2 separate regions of the Macaca mulatta genome follow, and region 1 is linked to region 2. Evidence: chromatin contacts called from public Hi-C data. All regions are on one chromosome and are shown on one strand. The core of a region is the stretch at or near the end of the contact, and the rest is flanking DNA. Distances in the headings are between cores, read along the strand shown.

What was found. Hi-C and Micro-C count contacts between places; a contact is called where the count stands out from the background.
Region 1: a Hi-C map of cortical neurons shows a contact between it and region 2, with 3 times the contacts expected there. The contact joins the promoter of MCMBP here to the promoter of TIAL1 in region 2.

Annotation. Positions count from the first base shown.
Region 1 is chr9:131,972,868-131,978,937 of T2T-MMU8v2.0, forward strand. It overlaps MCMBP (minichromosome maintenance complex binding protein), which reads right to left and starts at 2,467. Exons shown (of 16, transcript NM_001257663.1): 1 at 2,394-2,467. The coding sequence starts at 2,451.
Region 2 is chr9:131,686,989-131,693,188 of T2T-MMU8v2.0, forward strand. It overlaps TIAL1 (TIA1 cytotoxic granule associated RNA binding protein like 1), which reads right to left and starts at 4,935. Exons shown (of 13, transcript XM_028826918.2): 1 at 4,405-4,935; 2 at 1,372-1,433.

The DNA.
Region 1 (6,070 bases), core at 1,217-3,716, 280 kb after region 2:
CAAAAAAAAAGAAAAAAAAAAAAGAAAAAGAAATGCATATTTCAAAATAAAACACACAACCAAACTTAACTTTTCAGTTTAAAAAAACTGTCTAAATATATGCAGAGAATATAAACTACACAACCACGAACCAGTGGTTATCTTGAAGATGAAGGATCTTTAAAGATCTTTCCTTTTCTGCTATATGTTACTGAACTGTTTTTTTTCTTTTTGTACAATACATATGCATTACCTATTTGGGTGGAAAACAATTTCCTATCAAACCAAAAAGTGCCTGTACATTATCACACAAACATACTTGTAATGCTGTTATGGTAAAGATATGCAATATAATCACAGTGATAGCTTCTACAAACACATGATTTTTCTGTAAGACACAACATACATGGGAACAAGACATTCTGGGGAGAAGCATATCAACAAACTTCAAGTTCCCACAACAATCCATAGAATTTATAAAATACTCTAAAGCTATTATTTTATATCTAAGTTATATCCTTCCTGTACTATGATGAGATGTGTCCCTTAGGATCATACACTTAGGAGACAAAACTTGACACAAATACATTCAAATCTCTATCAAATATGAAATCATCTCATTTATCCAGCAAAATCAGAGTATAGGGTATTTCTCATAAACAAACTTTCTAATATTAGTAACTGAAATTTAACCCTTTAAGCACCGAACCTTTTTACTTCGGAAGGATTTTTCCTAAAAAGTATCTATGCATCTGCACCCTCTTAAACCAATGCTACAATTGAATCTTCACTTGACATCTTGGGGCCATTATGTTGAGCATCGATTATCAGTTCCAGGATTATTATGAAGATAAATTACTAGGATTTAGTGGAGAAATACATGCCCCTTCCTCAAAGCACCCTTGACTGCTATATAGTGAATTCGCCTTTTTTTGTTTGTTTTTTGAAGTATGAAGGTAGTTTTAAATTTCTTCATCAGGCTGTCAGTGTTCACTGGCTAAGTCCGGACGTCTATCCAGGCTTTCTTCTAACGTAATGCCTTTAATTTCAGCCTAGGAAGCCAGATAACTAAACTAATTAAAATTATAGGTAAATTAATAAGGACTTCCTGAGCACAAGAGGCCCTCCTATAAGAAATACCATACAGGCCGGGCGCGGTGGCTCAAGCCTGTAATCCCAGCACTTTGGGAGGCCGAGACGGGCGGATCACGAGGTCAGGAGATCGAGACCATCCTGGCTGACACGGTGAAACCCCGTCTCTACTAAAAAATACAAAAAAAACTTAGCCGGGCGCGGTGGCGGGCGCCTGTAGTCCCAGCTACTCGGGAGGCTGAGGCAGGAGAATGGCGGGAACCCGGGAGGCGGAGCTTGCAGTGAACTGAGATCCGGCCACTGCACTCCAGCCTGGGCGACATAGCGAGACTCTGTCTCAAAAAAAAAAAAAAAAAAAAAAAAAAAGAAATACCATACATTGTTTGCCGTCGGTTTTGGCTGCTGAGGATGATTTAGCTTCCTATTGCCTTTTCTCCCTAGTACCCCAAGATGTTTTTTCAATAAGCTAAGGCCGCTCTACAACTCTAAGTTAACTCCAGACAAGTCAGGTGTTGCCATCTACAGTGATTTCTAGTTGGGTCTGACTCCACCACTCATTACGTGCAAAAAGACACTGGGGAATGGAACGGTTGTCAAAATGCCCAGTTACCGATAACAAATATAAATTTTTCTTTGTATACTCTTCGCAGTAAAGTAGCAACAGCAATCGCAACCAAAATTTATTAAGCTCGCCCGCAGCGTTCTCAGCCCCACGTACAAACTCAAGTAGCTCAGTATTTCTTGCTGGCTCTGGCACAGGAGCAGATCCAGACTAGATGGATTCTAAAGTCATCCCAACAGGAAAATTAAGCTATGAACATTAAATCTTATCTCTGAGAGAGAATGAGGGTAACATAGGAGTTAGAACCAACTTCTGTGCAAGTGAGCACTCCCCGACGCACCGGAAGTTTTGAAATATCCTGCGGGCTTCCCACAGGCAAAGTGGTTTCCCTCCCCGCGGCTCTGCGGGCCCTCCCCAGGGTTCGAGGACCTCCCCGAGTTTGTTGCGCCCGGGGCCCTGACCCTGCCACAGGCTGGGAGCGAGACCGTCAATCACAGCCCGCGCCCCACGACTTCACCTTGGCGGCTCGCGAGCTGCGACTCGGGCAGGTGGGAGGTACCTGCGGCCCGACTCCTACCCCTACCTGCTGCGACCGGGGAAGAGGCTGTCCCAGCTGAGGCCGGTGCAGGCCCCAGGGCGCCGTCTCGGGCCGCGCGAACCCTCGAGGCGGTACCGCGTGGGGGCCGCGCGGCGGGGCCCGGCCCCGGGTCTCGGCAAACTCGGCTGCCCGCCCGGCCCGCCCCCCGGCGCCGCCACTCACCAAAGAAGCCCTGCACGATTCCCAGCGGGTGGCTGAGCCAATCCTCCCCACACGGCATCTCGCCAGGGGCCGGGGCCGGGGCCGGGGCCGGCGTGGACCGGGCGGAGGCGATCCGCGGGCAGAGCGCGGCCGGGCGGCCGGCGCCCAGCTCCTCTTCGGCGGCTCGGCCGCTCCTCGCTCGCGCCCTCCCACGCAGAGCGAGCGGCGGGGCGCGGGCCTCCCGCGCCTCAGGGAGCGGTGGCTGCGGTGGGGCCGCCGAGGAGCTGCTGGCGACGGGCAGGCGGGCGCGTACGGGCCCCTAGCCTTCACTTCGCACAATGGCGGGAAACAGCCGCCGCCGACCGCGCTGCCTGCGACCTGGGTGGAGCTCGCGCGGGGAGGGGCGGCGGGAGCGCGCGGCGCGGCGCGGCTCTGCGGGGCGAGGAGGAGGGGCGGGCCGGGGCGGCGGCGGCGGCGCCGCCATCTTGGAGACGGGCAAAAGGAAGGGCACGCAGCGCCGCTGGAGGCTGCGCAGCGCGGGCCCGGCGTTGTGTTCCAAGGGCGGCGCGTTGTCGTTTGTCCCCATGTGCCGGCGTGTAGCGGGAGCTCCCATAGTGGGCTTGTAAGAGCGCAAAGCGAGTCTTTGCACAACCGCTGAAAAGCATAAGCTCAGAGACCTCAGAGTCATCTCTGGGCAAAATTAGTGGGCGAAATCGCCTTGGAAATCCGCCCGCCTACTCTTTGTGCTTTTTTCTTTTTTTGCTGATGGCAGCTCTTTTATCTGGGCCCCCCGCCCGAAACCCTGAGTGGTGACTTTCCCTCAGCTGCACAAGGTCTCCCTGAGGAAGGTGCACATTTAGAGAAGGGGAACCTCAGGGGACCCCGCGCTCCCTCTGCAGTCGCCTCAGACCCTGTGGCTCAGGGACGGTTCCTTACCGAGGGGAGGGAGCTCTAAACGCGCCGGGCCCGGCCTGCGCCTTGGCTGCGAGCACCGGGTCGGCCTCTGTCTGGAAGCTGGCAGCCGCCGTCAGGGAGCGGGGCGAGGCGCCTGCACCGCGCGCCGCCGGGATACCCTGGAGAAGGAAGCTACGAAGACCGACTATAGCAGCTTTTTGGGAAAATACCCAAGTTCAAGAGTGAAACTGTGGGAGTCTCTCTGAACCTCTTCTAGTTCAGGAGGCTGTCCGATTAAAAAAAAGAAACTGTGTTTCCCCTGGACCTGGAATGTACCTGAGAAAACCCCAGGCCCATCAGATATATCTACTCAATGAAAAAAGAGCATGGTAACGGGAGGGGAATGACCTGAATGCAATCTACAATTGAGGAGCTGAAGGAAAGGAACGGAACCCGCGTCTCAAGTCCTCCTTGAGAAATCCTTCTACCTTTCTAGGTTCTCCGCTGGAGCCCTTATCACAAAGCACGGATTGGCAAGAGAAAAATTTAGTAACATGTACATCTTATATGGGCAAAACTCAAGGAAGAGTAACTGGAAGAGGTGGCTTAGAATGGGGGATTACGTAGCATTTACAATGAAGAACAACAACTTTGTGGAGAAATGACGAAAGCAGTTTGAGGTGTCCAAAAGCAGCAGAGTGGGAAGGTAGAAATATGAGAAACTAATGATAGTTACAGGTAGTGAGTGAAGTGTGTTACATAGGTTCTTCTAGTGCCATCTCTGGCTGATAAGGGTCTAAAGTTGTCTCTGGTGATTAACTTTTGTCCCTGGTAGAGATGAGGTGGGACACTTTTGAAAATGTCCTGCTTTTAGGCACTAGTGGAAGGGTAGGGAGCTTGTTTTGTACAGATACTCCTCTGCTTATTCTCCTTATGATGGAGTTACATCCCAATAAACCCATTGTAAATTGAAAATGTCATTAGTTGAGGCCCAGCGCGGTGGCTCACGCCTGTAATCCCAACAGTTTGGGAGGCCAAGGCGGGCAGATCACGAGGCCAAGAAATGGAGACCATCCTGGCCAACATGGTGAAACCCCATCCCTACTAAAAATACAAAAATTAGCTGGGCGTGGTGGCACGCGCCTGTGGTCCCAGCCACTCTGGAGGCTGAGGCAGGAGAACCACTTCAACCCAGGAGGCGGAGGTTGCAGTGAGCCGAGATCACGCCACTACACTCCGGCCTGGCGACAGAGCGAGAATGCGTCTCAAAAGAAAAAAAAAAAAAGAAAAAAAGAAAAAAGAAAATATTATTAGTTGAAAATGTGTTTAATACACGGAACCTATCAAACATCAGTAGGCTACTGCAAACATGCTCAGAATATTTACATTAGCCTACAGTTGGGCAAAAGCATCTAACACGAAGCCCGTTTTATAATAAAATGTTGTATATCTCATGCAATTTATTGAATACTGTACTGAAAGTTAAAAACAGAATGGCTGTATGGATAATTGAAGTATGGTTTCTACTGAATGCATGTTGTTTTCACACCATCATAAAGTCAAAAAATCTTGTCAAACCATCGTTGGGGACTGTCTGGATCTGCTTTTCAATTACCAAGATAATACTACTATAATTAAATTAATAATATTAAAATAATCCTTATGCCAAAGTGGCACATTTTGGAGTGACATTCTGGTTGACTTCAGGGCAAAAAACGAGTAGTTTGTATTTCTTAGTGTAAGGTAATTAATTGACACACTAAATTGTACATCTGCTTCTTGTGAGTTTGGGTAAGTCGAGAAAACTTGAGTTTCAAATCCAGGACATTACCACCATTCCATTCATTCATTTAGGGGACAGGGTTGCCAAGACCCTGGCATCAAATGGGGAAATCCCATATTTTTGCTTCATGGCCAGTAACAGGCAAATTAAATATATGCTATGGAAATGTCTGCTCTTAAATCATTGTAAATTCAAATTTACTTTATCTAAATTGCAGTTTGATACCAACTCAGCAGTGGCTAGTATAAGGGAGGAAAAATATCTTTTCCATCTGCCCTTCTAGATTCTATGGTGGACCCCTGTAAAAAAAAAAGATAGATTAGCAAGAGAAAAATACGCACTTCATTTCATGTACGTTTTACAAGAAATGGGAGCCTTCATAAGGAAATTAAGATCCAAAGAAGCAGTTAAAACCAAGTGTTTTTATGCTAGGTTTGATGAAGAGAGTCATGGAAGAATGTGAGCGAAGTCCAGCAAACTAGGGGAAATTTAGCAAGGCCTGTGTGTTAGATTCCTTTCTGTGTCCCTTCATCTTTAAGATAGGATGCTCCTGTCCTCCAGGAGGAGGGAGGGCAGCTCTCATGTCAGAGTCTTATAATCTGCTTCAGGGGAAGGCCAGGGAGCCTTTCCCGCACGTGCTGTTTCTCAAATTCCTTCAGCTTAAAATATTTAATATGCCAAGGTGCCATATTTTGGAGTAGCAAGTCGTGAATCCCATCTCTGTGAATACTTCAACTTTTGGTTTCTTCTTTGGCAGCGTATTTAGTGATTTATTTATTTTTTTAAATTGCTTGTATTTTACTTAAGGAGACACTGTGATCCTTCTGAAATGTAATTATTTTATAATGCGAATAACCCTCCAATTTTTCTGTGGCAAGATGTTTTGCTACTAAGTAGTTATGGAGCTGGGGGAGGTGGTGTGCACTTGTAGTTCAGATACTTGGGAGACTGAGGTGGGAGGATCACTTGAGCCCAGGAGTTCGAGGTTACAGTGAACTATGATCGCGCTACTGCACTCTCG
Region 2 (6,200 bases), core at 3,685-6,184:
TGCTCTGGTTATGAAGTAGTCAACCTAAAGTTCCAAGTCTTTAAATATATAATTTCTACCTAAAGAACATATACGAAATAACAGAAAAAAGACAAATGGCTCCAATTTTTGTATTGAGAGGTCAATTCAAAGAGTAAACACTTAGGAAATACCAGAATGATTTTTAACTCAAGGAAAAAATTTAAAAGAGGCATACCTTAGAGTCTATTTTGTCTTCTAAGAACAGGAACTGTAGGAACTGAAGCATTAAAAACTGAAAATGACAACTTTATCCCTAGCATCAGGGTTAAAATCCAATTTGAGGCTAGAAACTTAGCAGTTTCACAGTAGGCAGAAGTTCACATTGCCAAACTACTACTTGTGTCTGACTGGGCAGAATTTTAAGTTAAGAATATCATGCCTTTCAGAAGACTAATGACACTTTTCAACACTGAATGTGCTCTCACTCTGAAAAGAGTAGCCCTACCAAGGCTGAAATTATCAGCATTTTCACACAAAACACTATACCTAAATTTCCGTAACAGTTCTGCTTTTGTTCTTGACAAGTCCTATACAAGAAGAGATTTTGCAATAATATTCTTCAATAGATCTCTAATTAATTGCTCGTCAGTACAGTATTTCATTTTAGGAAGAAGGTATGATGGAAGAGAGTTGCAGGAGGTACAACTAAATTGACCAACTATATATATGAGATATTCACATTTACACACACACACACACACTCACTCTCTTACTTTAAAGAAACAAAGAATATGATTAAGTTGAATTTGAATGAGGGGCTTGATTATAGCAACAGTATAGACAAATCCATGGTATAGCCAGTCAATTTTGTAATGTTTTATAGAATTTTCTTCTGCTTTGCTCTTATTCAGATTATACTCTAAATCATTAGCTTATTTCCAGGAAGAAAGAATTGCCTTAAAGGAAGGGATTGCATAACATGGTATTACATGAATTCCTAGCAATTTTGGTGCATCAGATAGACGAAGAAAATAAGCTACAATAAAACACTATTACAATTTAGTGTCATATTGTAGGTTCAGATATACCATGGATCAAATCACTGCACTACAAAGCTACACACAACCCAAGCCTGAAACGTGTGTCCCACAAGGCAGGTGTCAGACAGTCCAGTTCCAACACCAGTATTACACAGCATGATCTTGTTTGTTTTTTTAGATCACAAGTTACTCAATGCATAATACCCCAAAATAAATGTCAAATGAGAATGAAGAACATCAGAAAACAGACCTTTAAAGCAACTATATGACAAATAGAAATTTAGGCTCAACATCAAAGCAATTCTATGCCACTTTAAATACCATCAAATAAATTAGTAATACTGTAGGTAATGAATATTTAAAGACCTACCTAGGCTCTAAACACCATATTGTTTTCTGAAGATAGAACCATATGTCTTAGCTTGTGTGTGTCTGCAGGAAAAAAACCTCACTAGTAACACACAGGCATCTTAAGGAAACAATTTAAGATAAGCTTTGTTAAGAACACATTCTTTTAAAACATACTGGCCACTTGAAAAACCTAATCCATAGCTCACAATGTAAAATATAAGATCTCCATAAACAAAATAAAACCCTACTAGATATCAACGTCTAAAATCATGTTCAAAGTTTTCATCATGTTACTTATATCTAATAGAACCCTTTGAGAATATGTAAAATGTACTCTTGGAAAAACTACTATGCATTATTTGTATTAAACTCTAATAAAAATCCCAATTGTGAAACATTTGTTTTTATCTCAAGACTTTACATTTGAAAGTTTTAAAAAATATATAAAAGTCAACAGACTGCACCACGTGTGACAGTAATGTCTGCCTACAATCTTAGTTCAACCAGGACTTTTAAAAAAGAACTTAATACTAATTTAATGAAAGAAGTACAATCATTGTAGAAACACTGAGTACCTCTTATGTTCCAGGCAGTGAACTAAGTGCTGCAGGGATAAGACCTAGGAAGATGTAGTAGTCCTTCTCTTAAAAAAAAAAAAAAAAAAAAAAAGAAAGAAAAAGAAAAAGTCCCCATGGGAAAGGGTGGGAGAAAGAAAAAGGAAGACAGAATAGTAAACACGTACTGACATACAAAACAACAGAGCTTAAGATGTCTATTTATTCATATGAACACATGTCACAGTTTTAGAGAACTGTAAACATAGACAACTTAACTGTTTCAAAGAAAGAACAAGAGATTAGAGAAGGTAGAGGAAGGAAATAAGTGACAAAGAAGTTAGCTTATTAGTCTCAAGGAGAAACTCTGATAGGGATGAAGACAAGGTAGATGCAAAAATAAATAAAAGACATCAAAAAAGCACATTCTTGAGCACTACAAAACCAGACATTCCTCTTGGTAAGGAACAGACAGATACAGTAAATGAGACCCCTACCATGAGTATTTATCAATCATTCAGTGTGTGATGATGACACTTCAGATTTTTAGATACGATGTAACTTTTATCTTTGTTAAATACATGTTAGCTAGTCTTTAAGTCTAGCTTTCCCAGATGCTTATATCAAAGTACACATTGTAACTCAACACCAAGTCTTGGCTTCAACAGATGTTGAAGGACAAATTTCTTTCTTTCTTTTTTTTTTTTTTTAATTGTTTAGACAGAGTCTCGCTCTGTCGCCAGTCTGGAGTGCAGTGGTGCAATCTTGGCTCACTGCAACCTCCACCTCCTGGGTTCAAGCGATTCTCCTGCCTCAGCCTCCTGAGTAGCAGAGACTATAGGCGCGCACCACCACGCCCAGCTAATTTTTGTATTTTTAGTAGAGACGTAGTTTCACCATGTTGGCCAGGATAGTCTCGATCTCTTGACCTCGTGATCTGCCCGCCTCGGCCTCCCAAAGTGCTGGGATTACAGGTGTGAGCCACCGCGCCTGGCCTGAAGGACAAATTTTAAGTGTGTCCCAATTCTTTCTTCTAGGGAGAGAAGGCAGAAATGGAAGACAACACAAAACACAAAGACGTTCTACTAAACAAGCATTTCATTGAAGCATTTGATGTGCTTCAGTAGGCCTCAGATTCTCAAAACGGGATGGATTCTTTAGTGAGACGTTAGAGAACACATTTATTCCTGTACAAGGCCACACACAAAAAAATCTCTATCAATATTGAACATCTGTCTTCTTTAAGGAGCATCCTTTCTTTGGTAGGAGTGAAGAGATGTGAAGCTAGTCAAACTTCTCGAGTGCCCATCCACCTTATCTATTCCCCAAAAAGTAATTTCCCCATCAGACAGCAGAGCCAAGTGGACTATGATCCTATCAATACCAGGAGAGGCAAGAGAAACAAAGCAGCGATCTGACTCCTTGGTACTCAAGGTAGGAGTGCTGAACCTGGAGAGGCCGGGAAATTAGGATGCCCAACTTAAACATTTAATTAAAAACTATTCAGACTTTAAAAACAAAAAAAAAAAAGATGCAGAAGGAGTGCCACACTACTCAGAAAGGAATGCAAATGCTGAGTCATCACTCTTCATTGGGAAAGGCAGGAAACCAGAATTAAGTGGTTGTAAGATAGAATTCATTCATTAGATTGGGCTTCAGGTAAAAAGCAACAGCAAGAGAGGAGAAAAAGCGTTCAGAAGACACACATCAAATAGCGGATGAAGACATAATTTTAGCCAACTCTGAAGGTTTCGACGCACAAACAGATTAGGAAGAGGCAACACCTAGAGAGCAAAAGGAGTTTAACAACTGGTTGTCAGTTTAGCGTAGGGAGCGCTCAAAGTAAACTTCTTTATCCAAGAAGGGAAAGATGCTCGGGCAGCAAAAGGTATCCCTTATGCACTTCAAAAGTAGCGGGCGCTAGGCGGGTGTTTCTGACAGCGTGGGCGGGGGCACGTGGGGCATAAAGAGAGAAGGGGCTTGAGTGGTAAAAGAGTATCCTGCTTCCTCCGAGAGCTTAGCTGGGGAGAAGAGCCGGGAGCGACTAGAGCTGAGGACGTGTAAGGGGTGAGTACTAATTTCTCGGGGCCCGCAGGGCCCACCCCCAATCCCACCCCCGCCAGGCCCTTTCCCCGTGGGCACCGGCAGCTCCAGGCCCAGCCCAGGGTGCCCAACGCGCAGGGGGTGCAGGAGTTCTCCTGGGCCTGACAGCCTCAGCCGTGCAGAAACCCGGCCTAGGGAGGGCATGCAAAGAAGGGCGCCAGAGAAAAAGGTCGAGACAAGCCCCAGACCCCAGGAAGTGACTGTGTTTGGGGGAAGGGAGGATTTCCTTCCCAAGGAAAAGGGGACAGATGAGGAATGCACTTCGCGTCCACGCCGCCCTGGTCAGGGAGCCGCCTAGAGTCCCGGCTTCGACCCAGTCTCTCCTGCTCCCTCCCTTAGCGTCCCGCGGTGCCCGGGCCTCTTGGCGCCTGGCACCCCTCGTCTCGGGTACTCACAGAGTCCGGGGCTGCCCGTCGTCTTCCATCATGGTGGGTGCGACGGAGCGATCCCGGGACAAGGGGGAGGGCAGGGCTGGGGAGGGGAGGGGGTGGGGAAGAAGGGGAGGGGGGCTCTGGGCACCGGCTGGGGACAGAGGAAAAGGTACCGAACCCTGCTCTTGGGCTCTCTCCCCCCAGCCCGCTCCGGACACTGCGCTCCAACCAGGAGGAGCAGGAGGAGGAGGAGGATGAACAAAATGGCCGCCGCCACCAGCCAGGCAGGAAACAGGGCAGAGCGCAGGCGCGACCCGCCAGGTCACTGCTCAGGCCAGCCGCGACAGCCGGCAAGGGGGACGACCGAGGGGAGAGAAAAAAGGGCCGCCGAGGAAACTCTGGGACCCGCTCACGACGGATCACGTCGTCGCTGTGGACCTCTGGCCGGCCGAAGCCCAGCCAGCTCCAGGAGAGATCGGGCAAAAAGAGAAACGCCGTGAAGCCGAAGTCTCTGGGAATTGTGGTCCTGGAAATGAGAAAGGGAAGCACTTCTGCATAGGACTTCTGGAACCTGTAGTCCAGAGGAACCGCCGGCGACCGCCCGCGCTGGGACACGAAGAGGAGACTTCTGGGTAGTGTAGTCATACGTGAGGACGTGCGACGACCAGGAAGTCGGAGGGCTGGGAGGTGAAGGGAAGAATAAAAGCGACATTGAAAGGCGGGGAGACCAAGTGGGAAAAAGCGCTGTCTGGGAAGCGAACTACAAGTCCCAGAGTGCCTCGCGCCGGGGGCTGTCCTCGGACTGCTCCAGGCATTGTAAGGCTCTTCTGTTGGCCCAGTCTGAGCTGCTGCTCCGCCTTCGTCCAGCCCGAGAGCGGTTTCTTCAACTGCGGCTCAGGGAGCGCTCTGCCTCCGCGTGGAGTCCGAGCCAGCAGGCCCGTCCGGCCCCCCTGTGTTCATCAGAACGGCTGACCCGCGTTAGTCAACCGCCGCTTCGCGCGACAGTCAGGAGAGAGGCTGGGCTGGCGGGGACCCGGAGGGGCTGGGGTGTTTGGGGGACGCGTTTTCCCCACACATAGGTATTTCTAGCCTATTTGTTAAATACAAGCAGGTGGCCTGCTTGCAAATTGCTTTACAAGTTTCAGAAGCTTCCCTATCCAGTATCTCATCGGATAATGGGGTAAGAAGAGCAGTCCTCTATTATAATGACTTGCCCAACTCCCCCCGTATTCTTGGAGTTGAAAAAAAAAAATCCTTGGGCAGAGACGTGCACAGACATCAGTCATGTGGGCTAGGAACGCAGTTTTGGATGAAGATGAGGGAAACCATGTTCACACTAGCTCTGCAGCCCTGTAGAATTTGTCTTCTCACCCCCCACAGCAGTTCCTGCTGTGCTTTTTCCTCCTCTAAGTACCTTCAGGAGAAAGTACTTGGTCTTGTAGCTTAGTGAAGAGTGGCGATGAAGAAAGATCTTTCAGTCCATTGCCAGAACTTAACTGTCCCGGTTAGTAATAGCTTAAGAGTTGCTTCTGCCAACATGTGCTAAGTGCATGTCGACCTCTGCAAGTGGCGGTGCCTGTGCGTGCCACTGTGTCCTAATCTTGAAAGCCGAATCAACCATGCAGCAAGCCCTTATGTTGTCAATTTTCAGGGGAGGAAATTTCAACCTGAAAGACTTCATAGAGACACGGCAAAGGAGTTGAGCCGCATGAGAGTCCACGGGAACAATAAAAGGGCTCAGATGCCAGGACCCATGGCTAAAATGTATAGGTTGGGGTTGGGGGTTGTGGGGAGGGAACTCAAGCTAGAGGGGACCTTGT